Regions from separate parts of the Mus musculus genome. Here all the other regions are linked to region 1. A link is a contact called in public promoter capture Hi-C data. All regions are on one chromosome and are shown on one strand. The core of a region is the stretch at or near the end of the contact, and the rest is flanking DNA. Distances in the headings are between cores, read along the strand shown. Region 1 holds the start of Synrg (synergin, gamma). Region 2 overlaps Gm12576 (a long non-coding RNA gene). Region 3 has its middle 22 kb from the start of Gm38934.

The links. Promoter capture Hi-C pulls out the DNA fragments that hold promoters and counts their contacts.
Region 2: a contact with region 1 is called in a promoter capture Hi-C map of liver. The contact joins the enhancer-like site here to the promoter of Synrg in region 1. A contact is called at or near these places in 8 of 39 promoter capture datasets (the C10 cell line, the HPC-7 cell line, cancer-associated fibroblasts and 4 more), 1 of 15 datasets of contacts at CTCF or cohesin (the NIH/3T3 cell line), 4 of 484 Hi-C or Micro-C datasets (B cells, the C3H10T1/2 cell line, bone marrow-derived macrophages and 1 more), 5 of 115 datasets of contacts at active chromatin or transcription factors (CD8 T cells, the HPC-7 cell line, embryonic stem cells and 2 more) and 1 of 9 other capture datasets (pancreatic islet).
Region 3: a contact with region 1 is called in a promoter capture Hi-C map of the HPC-7 cell line, with 4 times the contacts expected there. The contact joins the enhancer-like site here to the promoter of Synrg in region 1. A contact is called at or near these places in 18 of 39 promoter capture datasets (the 3T3-L1 cell line, the C10 cell line, the HPC-7 cell line and 11 more), 3 of 15 datasets of contacts at CTCF or cohesin (the NIH/3T3 cell line, pro-B cells and stem cell-derived epiblast-like cells), 8 of 484 Hi-C or Micro-C datasets (B cells, the HPC-7 cell line, bone marrow-derived macrophages and 3 more), 17 of 115 datasets of contacts at active chromatin or transcription factors (the 230-238 cell line, the HPC-7 cell line, bone marrow-derived macrophages and 12 more) and 3 of 9 other capture datasets (adipose tissue, liver and pancreatic islet).

The regions. Positions count from the first base shown.
Region 1 is chr11:83,961,106-83,965,716 of GRCm38.p6, forward strand. Synrg (synergin, gamma) reads left to right here and starts at 3,326. Exons shown (of 20, transcript NM_194341.2): 1 at 3,326-3,441. The coding sequence starts at 3,371. Ddx52 (DExD box helicase 52) reads left to right here. Exons shown (of 15, transcript NM_030096.2): 15 at 645-1,983. The coding sequence ends at 702.
Region 2 is chr11:83,817,582-83,822,389 of GRCm38.p6, forward strand. Gm12576 (a long non-coding RNA gene) reads right to left here. Exons shown (of 4, transcript XR_388929.3): 3 at 2,727-2,862. Among named protein-coding and RNA genes, the nearest start is that of Gm38934, 8.9 kb to the left of the region's middle. Within about 2 kb of position 2,015, at least 39 of the 459 cell types and tissues checked have an H3K27ac peak or open chromatin away from gene starts, as enhancers often do. A contact at or near this core is called in extraembryonic endoderm stem cells, liver and pancreatic islet, where this site is marked.
Region 3 is chr11:83,787,153-83,791,754 of GRCm38.p6, forward strand. No RefSeq gene overlaps it. Among named protein-coding and RNA genes, the nearest start is that of Gm38934, 22 kb to the right of the region's middle. Within about 2 kb of position 2,314, at least 133 of the 459 cell types and tissues checked have an H3K27ac peak or open chromatin away from gene starts, as enhancers often do. A contact at or near this core is called in the HPC-7 cell line, bone marrow-derived macrophages, embryonic fibroblasts and 3 more, where this site is marked.

The DNA.
Region 1 (4,611 bases), core at 2,076-4,575:
TTGTGGTATCAACCATACCCTTAAGGCTTTCTTTCCATTTGCTTCTAATTTAAAGACCGTCTTTCTAAACATAAGAACAAGATCTATCATGATCTAGTTCATGCTCCTTTCTCCATTACAGACACAGGTTGCTTTGGGGTGTATAAGTTTATGTCTTCAGCTCAGCTTCCACATTAAACTTGGGACCCGATCCCTCAGTGTCTAGACCCAGCCTGGTGTGGTGAGGGGTGGATTTGGATTTGGAGCCTAAAAACTGATTCTAATAGGAACTTTCTTGGGTGACTTGGGCAAGCTGCTTGTCTAATGTGTGATGACCAGCAGGTTTTATCCATTCTGCCTCGTTGTCTTATTTGAAAGTGCATGTGCAAACAACACTTAACAGCAGTGTCCAGTACTTACCACAGAACCACTGGGTCAAGACCAAACTCTCTCCTTTGTGCTATGTAGTAGTGTAGTTGGTTATAACGTTTTTCATATGGACAGTGATTTTAATGCTAGACCAAGACGTAGGAAACATCTTTGTTCCCAGCTCCTCGGATGCTTTGCTGTATGGTAACTTTTAGCACATGTTTATTTAGCCTCGGTTAGGTTATAGAAGTAAATTCATATGGAATTTCTAATTCAGTATGTCTTCCTTTTCATAGGAAAAAGGTTGCTGGCCAAAACAGCAAGAAGAAAGAAACTCTCAAAGAGAAAAGTTAAAAAATAAATACCTTAGAAGGCAATCCCTGCAGTGTAACTTATGAGCCTGGCATGGATTCTCATGGAGTACTTACAACCATCTTTACCAAACATTTGAAATCCACAAGGATATGAGAGGACAGAATGGTTCTGATGTAGTGATGCATCAAGCTTCACTTTGTAGGTGGGATTTATACAATGAAAATAACAGGCATTGGCATTTCTGCCTGAATCCAGAGAGATACTTCTTATAGAAGAACAAGAGCCGATGCTAAAATAACACCCAAGTGTGGTGAACTCTTAAGGATTTTGCCCTTCAAGTGTGAAGGAAAGTGTGATGCATGCTGTGGAGAGGCGTCTGGAACAGAATTTTAAAATAAAACCTTGAGTTTGAGTGCACCATCCACACTTGTGTGTATGGAGAGCCAGCGCTGTGTGGGATGCAAACAAGAGCAGCAGCACAGGCCAGACACAGGAAGGAGCCTAGCACTCCCTTTAGTGTTTCTTTGTGGTAGGAGCCACAGTAAGGAGGTCCCCCATCTGTGGTTATCCAAATTCCAGAGGATTGGAAACTTGAGCCTGTTGAAATTGACCTGTACTGCACTGGGGAGGAAGCTTATGCTTAGCTGTCATAATGTTGCAACTGTAAGGTTATGATCAGCCTTTCCCTGTCTGACTTCATTCTCCATCATTTAACCATGTTCTTTCCTGTCTCTTTCCACCAAGATGACTGCCTGAAAGCAGATAGCACTCTATCCTATCCTGATGAGGAAGAACATTCCCGTTACACGATACACCTCGTTTCATTGTCTCAGATGCTTATCTTTGCTGAGACTTGATGGGCTTCAGCCACCCTCCACAGAGAACTGTGATCATTTGGACCAAGGCAGTGCACAGTATGCAGGTTTTCCTTAATTACCTGCTTTGTACAGTGGAATAAAAAAGGCTTGGTACAAGTTGAAGCACTTAAGACTGGAGCCTAGAATTTCTCAGGGCCTGTGCTGCCACAGGACTACAACATAAGTGACTGCCAGCAACTGAATTAAGCCTGTTTCCTTTACTCTAGGCAGTTGATACTTTAGTCTAAAATCAGCACAGTAGACCTCCTTTTAAATGTGTATTTGTTTTGAAAAGGGATCTCTGTATCCCAGACTGGCCTGGAACTCACAGCAATCCTCCTGTTTCAGCCCCTTTACTGCTGAGAATACAGACATGAGACTGATATTGAATAGATGGGATAAAGATTTAAAAAAAAAATCAGGCTTCATTTAAATAAACTGCTCTAGAGAATAAAAACTAAAAGTTTGTAATTGTTTTGTTCTTGCAGAGAGTTGAGTCAGTGTATATCCTGAAGTGGGTATACACTTGAAACCATTGCGGCTGCATTTTCATTTTAGACCTTCAGCTTTTCCTGTGTTTTAAGAGTAAAAGTGCCTATCTCTGTGTCTGAAGCTTTGTATGCTAACAGCACCACTCTTTAGCAACTAACGGCAGTGATGAAGTATAGAAACGATTATGTGGTATGGGGCTGTGATCTCAAAGCATCCTAACAAGACTCTTAACACAGGTGGGGAGTGTCCTTGGACGGATGCAGATAGAGATGGTAACAGATCGTGTTGATAATCCCCATTCAGTTATTTTCTCTTTATTTTTTCTGAGCAACCACCCAGTCCATGAAGTAGCTACAAAACTTGTATCAGCTTTTTTTTTAAAAAAAGGGTCAGGAATGGATTTAAACTCCTATACATATCAGTAAGGACTCTCCTATATAAATGCTAGCTTTGACCAGGGAAGAGGAAAAGTGAAATAGTAAACAAGACCAAACAAGGAAAACAGATCTCACAAATAGTGGGCGTGGTCCTAGTTAAAGGACCAAGGACTTTGAGGACATATTGGTGTGGACACACTGCAGCTCCAAGATCTGAGCATATTACAAGAACTTCTTTCAAGATTTTTTTTTCTCATTTCTAAAATAGCAGTAATAACTCAGGGACATCAGACTATTAAATGCACATAAAACTGGTCTAGTAAACTAATAACCTATTATAATTGTCTCAGCGAAAGCTGTAAGGCAAGAAGTGGCAGGGACTGGTTGTGATTGATCCATTATCTAAGAGCTTAACAAACTTACTTTCAACACATTTTACTTCCAGGTAGCTTGGTTAGGGTTGGAGGTGTCAAAGTAAAAATACCCTGTGTAGGTTCAGCATGTGCTCACGGTGCCTCACTATGGCAAAACCGACCACATGAGTAGGGCACCTTGGAGGATATCCTCTTCGTGTGTATTGGGTCCATGTATGCTCTAGATTGACTTAAGTAAAAGGTACTGTCAGTGTCTGTAATAGATGCTGAAGAGAGAGTGCCAAGGGAAACAGCTGTAAAGGCCCTCTAGGATCCGACTGCTGTGTAAAGGAACAGCAGAAAAGCACCTGTGTTCCATCATCTGGTTATATCAGGACCTACTGTGTGCATTAGTGCAGATCCGGGTTTGCAAACTAACTACACCAGCCGCAGTGCTGTGTCTCCTGCAGAATGCCACCGGGGCGCGCCGCTCGTGCCCGGGGGCCATGAAGTCACGTGGGCGCGCAGCCCCGCCCCGTCGTCGGCCCCGACTTGGTGGGGCGGTGTCTGCCCCGGAAGTGCCTGTCTTCGGCTGACAGCTGCTGGCGCGGCGGCGGCCCCGAGCAAGATGGCGCTGCGGCCGGGAGCCGGAGCCAGCGGCGCGGCGGGGGCGGGCGCGGGGCCCGGCGGGGCAGGCAGGTGGGTCGGCGGGGCGGGCGGAGTGGGCAGCCATGGTCGGCGGGGTGGGCAGGTGGGGCCGGGCGCAGGGGCGGCGGTTGCGGGGCGCGAGCGTCCTGGGGACCCGCGGGGAGCGCGCTCGGGTGCAGGCGCCACCGCACCTGCCGCGGGGCCTCGAGCGCCCGCGAGTCCCTGCTAGGCTTGCTGGGCTCGAGCTGCTGTCGGAGCGAAGGCTGTGACGGTCTAGTCGCAAAGCTGGAGGAACCGTTTTAAGACTGTACAGTACTGTCTTTCCTCTCATAGAGCGTCCTGTCCAGTCCTTTTTTCTTTTCTTCACATACAAATAGAAAAATCTGAAGACCTTTGAATTAGTAATTGTCTTGAGATAAAGCCCGTTTAGTAGAAAAAAACATTTGTCTGACTCCTTTTAAAATAGACATTTTGAAACAAAGAAAATTCACTGACCAAGAGCAGTATGCTCCTCTTAAAACAAAAGCTTCCAGACTTTATTGAGCTCCTTTTAAAAATAAAAATCTGCTCTTTGTTCTATTTCAGATAATTTTTAGGCTATGCTCCCTGTATCCAGAATGGTAAAGGGGTGTTTGTAACTCAAGTTCATTTTCATTTGACAAAATGTTTGATTCCAGAAAGTCTGCTCCCCTTTCTATCATGACTCAGTTTGTGTTTATTTAATTAGCTGACATATAGCACACACATTCCGAGATAAAATTAGCTTTTATTTTTAAATATCCTAAGTTATCTTTGGAAAGCGAAGTATTTGGGTTTTTTTTTTAATGTATAGTTTAATTTTGGAATCACCTACACTTCAAATGTGTAAAAGATTTTAAAGTAACCGTCTCCTTCAGGTGCATATTGTGAATACACACACACACACTCATTCACGGAAGGAAAAAAAGCAGTCACTTGAATAAAGCAACGGTGTGTGGCCAGGTTTTCTGCTTCCTCTACAGTCTTTGACTTTAAACTTAAAACATTTTCCTTCCTCCTCTGGTTTTGTCACTGTTTCGTTGGGGTCTTTCATTAGTGAGCATTAGAAATTGCTTTTGCCTGCAGAATATATACAGGATGACAATTTCTAAAGTGGCATTCTATTAATCTAATCAAATGTATGAGTAATAATGGGACCAGTCCTAGAAATTTTCAAAGAATTTCATGTTTTAGGCACAAATG
Region 2 (4,808 bases), core at 765-3,264, 140 kb before region 1:
CCCCTTCTCTGTTCCTGGAGGCAGTTTCAAGTTGGGTGGCATAGAGAAAAACAAGGGCAGCCTTTAGGATCTTTCTACCTCCTCTTTTTTTTTTTTTTTTAATTCTTCCCTCCCCCACCATTGAAGGAGTTACTCTCTGATACACCTGTCACCCCAGGGCTGGTTCTGGGAGAGTGCTCTGCCATTGGCCTCCCCACTCGGGGTCTCCGTGCTCACAAGCAAAGACAGGAAATCTGCCGCGGGAGAGGACCTCCCTTGGCAATTTACCTTTCATTTCATCTCAGATTTTAGGGTGAGAGGGTGAGACTTAAAGGAGGAGGGGCAGGGAGAGACATCAGGTGGTCAGGGAGTTCTCAGCAACTGTGGGCTGAGCTGAGGGTAAGGAGGATGCCGGGGGTCCTTTCTGAACAGATTTACCTCCTGATGGTGACTACGGTAGAGAGCTAGAACCTTAAAAGACTTTCAGAACTCTGAGGACGTTCCAGTGGTAAAATGGGGTGAAGGCAAATTGGTCACACTATATATGTCACCACCCTGCTAAGGTAAACCACCCAGAGGCAGCACCAATGGAGGCTCCCTGACATTGGCCAGTTTCCTCCACAGCCTGAGACAGATTTGGCTGGGGGAGGAGAGTCAGCTTTCTTGGCCCAGGTCCAACAAGGTATTCTGGCTCTTCCAGGACAGTGGCTATTCCTGCAAAGGGAATTTCTTCCCCCAGCATCCCCTACAGCCACACAATACCAACAAATGTTTACATTTGAGGCCCCATCAGCAGAGCGAGCCTCAACTCTGACCTGATGCCCACGTTCACATGGCTTCCGGGAGCGGACTATATCTCCATACCTGGTTCTAGGAGATGATCTTACTTTCAAGAGACAGAAGGCATCTGCACTGTGTGTGAGCATCTTCTAGCTGCCAAGGGTTTCCCATGCCATTCAGCCATTAAGTCCTCACAAATACCATGTGAAGAAGATGTGGCCGTATCTACCCACCAGGAAGTAGGTGAATCAGCCTGAGATAGAAGTCTTGTTGCCACCTGCATCTTACTTCTCAAACGGAAGGTGGTGTTTGTTTGTCTGGTTTTGGACTTTTGCTTTGGCAGAATACACAAATACCTTTTAAGCGATTGCACTCCCAGGTCAGAGCAGTATTTCTGCTAACAGTCTTTCCCATTGCAAGATCCCAGAAATGACAAGGGGCAGTTACCTTTATTGCCCCATGGGGCTTTCTTTTCCGCAGTCAAATGTGGCCTCGTGCTTGAATAACACCCGTGTCTGGAGAACGCTTAAGCAGTTTCAGCCATACTCTGTCTTTTCTCAGACGTTAGGGACAAAGGGGAGAAGACTGCCACCTGCTTGAGACCAGGGGACTTCACCTAGACTCGGCTACTATACAAGTGCAAACCTCCACTGAACTTTTTACTATTGCTGCTGGTTTGTTTGTTTGTTTGTTTGGCAGGGTCTCACTGTGCCCCTGGCTGGCCTGGGACTCTCTATGTAGACGAGACTGGCCTTGAACTCACAGAGCTCCACCTGCCTTTGTCTCCTGAGTGTTAGGATAAAAAGAATGATCCACCATGTCCTGCTCTATTGAAGTTTTGTTTTTGTTTTTGTTTTTGTTTTTTTTTAAATAAAATCAGCCGTTTGGCTTGATGGTGCAAACGTGTAGTCCCAACACTGAAGAAACTGAAGCAGGAGAGTAGCAGGTTTGACTGTAACCTGGGCAATGTAGTGATACTCTGCCTCAAAAAAATAAAAATAAAAACAAGTTAGTATGATGTTTCATCTGTGTAACCCCAGTCTTGGAGAGCTGAAGCAGGTAAGTTGCTAAGGGCTCCAAGGCAGCCTGGGCTACAGAGTCAGACTTTGTCTCAATAATAATAATAGTAATAATAATAATAGTAATAGTAAAAAATTAGTGCCCATTTCTTTTCTAAAGGGGACATTTAAAAATACTTTTAGGCAGAGTTGGGTTTCATTCACTCAGCAAATATTTAATCAGCATTGATCATATTCCAGGCTGTGCCAGGCACTGAGGCTGATGGGAAGAAAGAGTCCTGCTCTCTATGAGCTACATTTAATGCTCATAGAAGTAAATTCTTATCCCACAGGATGAAGGCTGCAGCAGACAGAAGTACAACGTTCAATGAACATTGAATGGATGCCCTGAAATCAAGCTTACAAAAACCACTGTTTAAACTCCAGCAAAATCGACAGTCACAATCAGAACCTTGTCCCTGTGCTCAGGGTGTATCCATTCAGGGATGAGCAAGCGCATTCTAAACTTTGCCCCCTTCTTCTCCTCCTGAGCCATCTTTCTCCTGGCTCCTTGGAGACCCAGGCTGCTCCCCAGACCCTGTGCACTCCAGCTTCAGCCCTGTGAACCTGGAGTTAATGATTAAACCCAGCGTCGGTGAGGTGGCTGGAGGCAGAGGCTTCCTTGGGGTGAGCCAGGCAGCTCAGTCTTGAAAATTGCCCGGGTTCCTGGCTCTGCTCCAGCCTGGCACAGGCCAGAGACAGATCCAGCACCCACACCCACAGGCAGTACCTCCTCAAAGTCTTCTGAAACCTCAACACCATGCAGTCTCTAGCCCTTCTGGAGCAAACCTAAGGCACTGGGGGGCCTTCTGAGGGGTGTGTGTGTGTGTGTGTGTGTGAATGAGTCTTTAGGACAGATTCCAGTTCTGCTACCAATTAGCAGGGCGACCCCTGGGGCAGTCTCCTTACCTTTTTGGAGCTTCAAACTCCTCATCCGTAACAAAAGAAGACTGTGAGCAGACTGGGCCCTGTTCCATGCCTTTGTCACGAGCTGAGCTGTCACGCCGGCCTGGTACGTGCTATTTCTTCTGACTTCTCACTCATCCTTCAGGATGAAGCAAAGGTCTCACCATCTTCAGAAAGCCATCCCTGGCTTCCTCCCTGTGTGCCACCCCCAGCCTCCAGGCACTGCTTGCCCTCTCATGACACATCACTTCTAGTTGTCCCCAGCTAGACTGAGCTTAGGGAAGAAGTTGTTTATCTTTTCTATCCCAGCATAGAGTCTGACACTAAGTGTGAGCTCAGAAATGTCAGGTTTCATCCGATTAGAATTGTCTCCATTAGTGGAATCCATTTTAATATTTTTTTAAAAAAAGATTGATTGATTGACTGATTGATTGATTGATTGATTTAACACGTATGAGAGCTTTGCTTTGCCTACATGTATATCTGAACACCATATCTGTGCCTGGTTCCCAAGGTTGCCCAAAGAGGGTAGGACTACAGTTAAAGATCTTTGTGAGCCAACATATGGGAGCTGGGAATCAAACTTGGGTCCTCTGGAAGAGCATCCATTGCGCTTAACCACTGAGCCTTCCTTCCAGCCTCTACTTATTTTAATCTTTACTTCTTTGGTCCATGTCTCTCTTTCCACTTTAACAATAAAATCTTACTCACTTTATTTCCTTTCAGTTTGGAAACCCTCCATTCTACTTCTTGTCCCCCTCACTACCTTAGGTAAAGAACCCTTGAAATATTAGTGTAGTGTTAATATCTCCAACTTCTTTGAAATATTAGTATAATATTAATATCTCCAACTTCTTTGAAATATTAGTGTAGTGTTAATATCTCCAACTTCTTTCCCCCAGATGTAGAAACTTCAGTCCTTCCCAAGTTTGTACCATGTTATAGTTCTTCGGTGTCATCTTATTTTTGTAATCCAACAAAATTATTGTATGAAATAATTTATAGTCAATATTATTTAAATATGACTATACAATTATGTATTTATTTTTTGTTTGTGTTGGTTCTTAAGTGCCACTTCATATAGGATCAGCTGTCTTCAAAGCACATCCTTTAGTAATTCTCTCACTGAGGGATTATGACAGATAAGCTCTTCTCTATCTGAGAAAAGTCTTTATATTGTTTTCAGTCTTGACTACACCTTAGCTATGAATCTGTATGTGAGTGGCTGTTCTTCTTGTGCATTTTCAAGTTTACTCCCACTGGGTTCTGGCATCTTTAGTAGCTGATAAGAAATCTGCTGTCAGTCAGAAATGTGTTTAGAGGATAGATGTGGTGGGGCACAACTTTTATCCCAGCACTCAGGAAACAGGCAACTGGATCTCTGAGAGTTCAAGGCCAGGCTGAACTACATGGAGAGTTCAAGGCCAACCAAAGCTAGATAGTGAGCCCCTACTTCAAATAAACACACACACACACACACCACCCGGTTTTGTTTTGTTTTGTTTTTTGTTTTTTGTTTTTTTGTTTTTGAGATAGGATTTTGCAGCCTAGATTAGCCCATGTTGTGTAACAGTTTCCTTTGAGATTGAAACAACCTATCCTTCAGGGAAGCTCCTTAAACAGGAAGGTAAATAACTCAAAATAACTCCAGGAATTCCCTGAAACTGACCAGATTCACTAGGCTCCTCCCTGCCTGAGTAAGCAATTAAAAATTTTTTTTCAAACTTCCCTTTAAGACCTGGGGAAAGCCTGGCGGTGGTGGCACATGCCTTTAATCCCAGCACTCGGGAGGCAGAGGCAGGCAGATTCCTGAGTCCGAGGCCAGCCTGGTCTACAAAGTGAGTTCCAGGACAGCCTGGGCTATACAGAGAAACCCTGTCTTGAAAAAAACAAAACAAACAAACAAACAAACAATCAAACAGACCTGGGGAAAAGAACAGCCACCAACAAGATTCTCAGACAACCTGAACTGAAGCAAAAGCAAAGAAGGAGCCAAGCTAAATGGACTCTGAGACCGGACCAGTTGCCTGGGAGAAGCAGAAGCTGGCATGGCTGCCTGCAAGAGATGTAGACTAGAGTCTCTTG
Region 3 (4,602 bases), core at 1,064-3,563, 170 kb before region 1:
GTCGGTAGGCTTACTAGACTTGTAGGTATCCCTAAAGCAAAATAGATTTGCTTTAGGGAGCACTCAGGTAGCAGATGGAGCACGAACAGAAGGGAGGAGCTGAGGGTTCTCACTCGAGGCTTCATTGTAGTTGCTGCCCGTGTAACCTGAGCCCTGGGATATTGAAACTCCCTTCCTTGTGACTGAGGTGTTGGCCATAGAGGGTGCCCCTCAGGAGGCACAGGAGCCTCCCAGGTATGCCATGCAGAGGAGGTCAGGTAGCATGGACCGAAGAAGCTCGGCATAACTCGAGGAAAGACAATGCTGGGTGTGAATCCACAAAGCCAGGAAGAAAGCGCAGCAGGCAGTCCCTCCAAAATTTCCACACAGTCACCACATGACTCAGCAACTCCAGGTGACACCCCAAACAAATGATGTGACCAAGTACAGCAGTGCCCACAGCTGCAGCATTCGGGATAGCCCCTAACTAGCAACGGCGGCTCTGCTGGCGACCAGAGAACGGCATGATGTGTGTCTACTCGGTGGAATAATATTGGGCTGTAGAAAAGGTGAAATATCAATATACTCCATATCGTGGGTGAGCCATTAAATGCTATGCTAAGTCAAAGAAGACAGCCACGTATACTGTAGGTTTTCATTTACATGAGATGCTCAGAATAACATTTAAGTGTTTGCCTGAACAGGTGTTGGGGATAATAAGGGAAAGTACCTGAGTTGGGTTCCCAGGACCCACGTCCAATGGCTCACAGCCACCTGTCACTCCAGGGGATCCAGCGCTCTCTTCTGGTCTATGAGGGCAACTGCACTCACATGACACAAGTGTCAGGTCAGCTTGACTTCATAAGAACGGAACAGCTCTGGAACAGTAGGATTTTCATTCATTTATTCATTCATCCATTCACTGGAGAAGATATCTGGAGAATTTATCAAATATATAAGATATAATATATAAAAATCAGGCAAGTGCAGGGCAGTGGTGGTGCATGCCTTTAATTCCAGCACTTAGGAGACAAAGACAGGCAGATTTCTGAGTTCAAAGCCAGCCTGGTCTACAGAGTGAGTTTCAGGACAGCCAGGGCTACACAGAGAAACCCTGTCTCAAAAATAAAAAAGAAAAAGAAAAGAAAAGAAAAAGAATCAAGCAGAAGAAAATATCAGGGAACAAGGAAAAAAAAAGTCCTGCAGATATCACACTTGATCAGGACGGTAAGCTAATACCGTCAGTGACCTGGGGTCTCGGGGGCCAGAGGCAAGGAAAAACAGATCATGGCCGGACAGAAAGCTCTGGGCAGATTATAGTTTGGCACGAGGTGTGAAGGAAGTTCTCCCTGGGAAGACAACCTTTGAGCAGAGGCAGGCGGGGGTGACCCTTGGGGTGACCACAGAGCTGTACAGCAGGTGGCACGTAGGACACACAGGCTATCTTAGAGGGGCAGGAGGTAACAGAGCAGAACAGCAGGTGGAAACAGGAGGAGGCTGAGCGTGGTAACTGGGATGTGGGGCCTTCCTGGCCTTGTCCCCCCACCATAAAGAGGAGGGGTTTAGGAACCATGGGTGGGGAGGGCTGTGAGCAGAGCTTTGCCCTGACCTTATGGAAGGGCCCCTCTAAGTCAAGGTTTTCAACCATGGCACTGTTAATTCCTCGGGCAGGCTGGTTCCTTGTAGGTGCACTGTGGGATGTTTGTCAACATCTCAAACCCCTTACTTAACCAGACGCCAGGAAGAATCCCCCTAACTATGACAACCCAACATATCTCATGCTTTGGAAAATGTGCCCTGGAGGGCTAAGAAGCCCAAAGTGGAGAAGCATCGCTCTTCTCTGAGCCTTAGCTTGTAGGGGGCATGGGTTCAGGGAGCTCTGGTCTGAAAGGCTGGATTTGGGGGTGGTCGTGACACCTGTAGGATAACATGTCTCTCGTGCAGTGAGACAACCTTCCACCCTGGAATGAATGTAAAGAAAAAAAAAAAAAAAAGCAACACCCTTGGTTACGCTTAATGCTTTGAACAAGAACGGTATGTAAGGTGCCAGAGAAGGTACCAGAAGAATCTCTTGAGCTTTTGGCCCTGCCTCACAAGCATGGCAAGGCAAGAGTATAGAAAAGGGGAGTGGTAAGGGGCTGGAGACAAGGGAACGCGAGCCCCAGTCATCTGGGAGGGGCTCATCGATTCTTGATGCATTTCCTGAGTATCTTCTATACATGAGGCAGTTTCGCTAGCATCGTGTCATCTGAGAACAATACTTAACAGTGAGGCAAATGTTATCCTTCCTGTTTTGTGACTCACAGATTACGAAACTTCTGAGTAACATGCTCAGATCACGGTCGGGACGCATGCGCCTTCCTGTCAATGCCCGATGCTGGCTCCCTGAAGCGTCTAAGTGAAGCTTATGCTAGCTAGCATTGAAGGCAGCGCAGGTTCAAGTGGGGCTGGGAAGCAGAGCAGATGACACAGCTGCTTGCTGCTTGAATGGAGCTTGGATGGGGAGTAAATTACAGGGATTTGGGGCAGGGCTATTTCTTAAAGCATAGAGCTTGTTAATATCAGTTTTGCTTAGGGGAGGGAGAGCTTAAAAGTACGCTTGCACAGGTCAGAGGACAATGTATAGAGGATAGCTCTCTCCCACCTTGTGAATCCCAGGGATCTAACTTAGGTCATCAGGCTTGGCACAGTTTACCCACAAACTTTTCCAAACATCTCTCTCTCTCTCTCTCTCTCTCTCTCTCTCTCTCTCTCTCTCTCTCACACACACACACACACACACACACACACACACACACTGTCTCTCCCTGTGTCTGTTTCGCTCTCTCTGCTCTCTCTGCCTCTCTCTTTCTCTCTCTCTCTCTCTCTCTCTCTCACACACACACACTCTGTCTCTCCCTGTGTCTCTGTTTCGCTCTCTCTGCTCTCTCTGCCTCTCTCTCTCTCTCTCTCTCTCTCTCTCTCTCTCTCTCTCTTTCTCCCCCCCCCCCTTGGTGTCCTATGTAATAGTGCTCTCTGTAACACAGGGCAGGCATGATGCTTGGGGTCTGATATGCTAAGTAGACTGCAGGTAGCATAGTGGGCACCACCTTTTTCCCCAAGCCAGGAAGCTTTTCCAAACCTTCCCTCAATCAGCTGACCCAGAATCATCTTGGGCCATGACAGGTGCTTTTCCAGAAGTCTCTCTTGACCCCTTTAGATAAAGGGAAAGTCTCCCAGAATGTGCCTGATGACAGACACTCTCCAAGCTGTAACAGGAGACAGGATAGGACTTCTGAGAAGGTTGGTTTTGTGTTGTTGCGTTGTTTTGCTTTGTGTCAGCATGAAATGATGAAGGTGATGGACTGGCCAAAGCCTCGGAGTCTGAGCCATTTCCAGCCCCAGCCCCAGCCCCACGTGCATACAGAATGTATCCTGCCACGACCTTTAGATCTGAAGAAACTCAGGTTCCATCCTTCTGAGAAAAGCCTGCCAGCATCCCAATGCAAAAAAATAAATTAAAAAAAAAAAAAAAGCCTCCAACCCAGAAATACTTTGTCCAGCCTTCTCCAGGAATGGAGACCAAGACATGTGGGTGAACACACACTTCATTGTGTTTGACAAGATGAAATCAAAGGCAGACCAACAGCTGGGTTAAACTCTTTATATAGGTTTCTCTACTTTAACAATGTTAGAGAATGGTTTAGATATAGAAAATTTTTAAATTGCCAGGCATGATAGTGCACACCTTTAATCCCAGTACTCTGTAAGCAGGAGCAGGCAGGATCTCTGTGAGTTCAAGGCTAGCCTGATTTACATAGAGGGTTCCAGGACTATTCAGTGAGATGCCGTTTATAAACTTTAAAAAGGGGGGACTATGCTTGGACTATAGTGTTAAGGAAAAAAGTAATATATATATATATATATATATATATATATATATATATATATATATATATATGTGTGTGTGTGTGTGTGTGTGTGTGTGTGTATTAATGTAATATAATAATGTATATACACACATTTATATACATATATATTATAACAACAATTGACAGTTTGCAAAGAGTTTTTTTTCCATTGTATTAGAAGGTTATTTCTGCAAGCTGAGACAATGGGTAATTTTGTCTTTTTTTTCTTTTTAATTTTTACATGTCTGAGTGTTCTGAATGTGTATCTATGTACTATGTGCGAGGCCAGGAAGGCCAGAAGAGGGCATCAGGTCCCCTGGGCTGTGAACCACCATGTGGAAGCTGGATCCTCTGCAAGAGCAGCCGATGCTCTTGTTTGTCTGTTTGTCCAGACAGGGTCTCACTACACAGCCTTGGCTGGCCTGGAACTCTATGTGGTGACTTATTTCAGGCTTCTTAACCTCCGAGCCAACGCACCAGCCCCTGCATTTTTTCCCTTACACTAATGTTTTTCTGAATTCCTAAGTGATAAGGAAAAGGTAATTATCTTAAAAGAGCAAGAGCTGAGTTACTGGGAAGGGTCAGAGCCCGGTGGGTCTCACTGCACTACCCATGTCGGGAGGGGCACCACTGGTGTCTTCTAAATTCAGGAAGCATCTGCAGGATATTACCGACACTGTGCAGAACCCACATCATTAATATTTTTATATAGAGTCTTCAGGGTTTTTGTTTG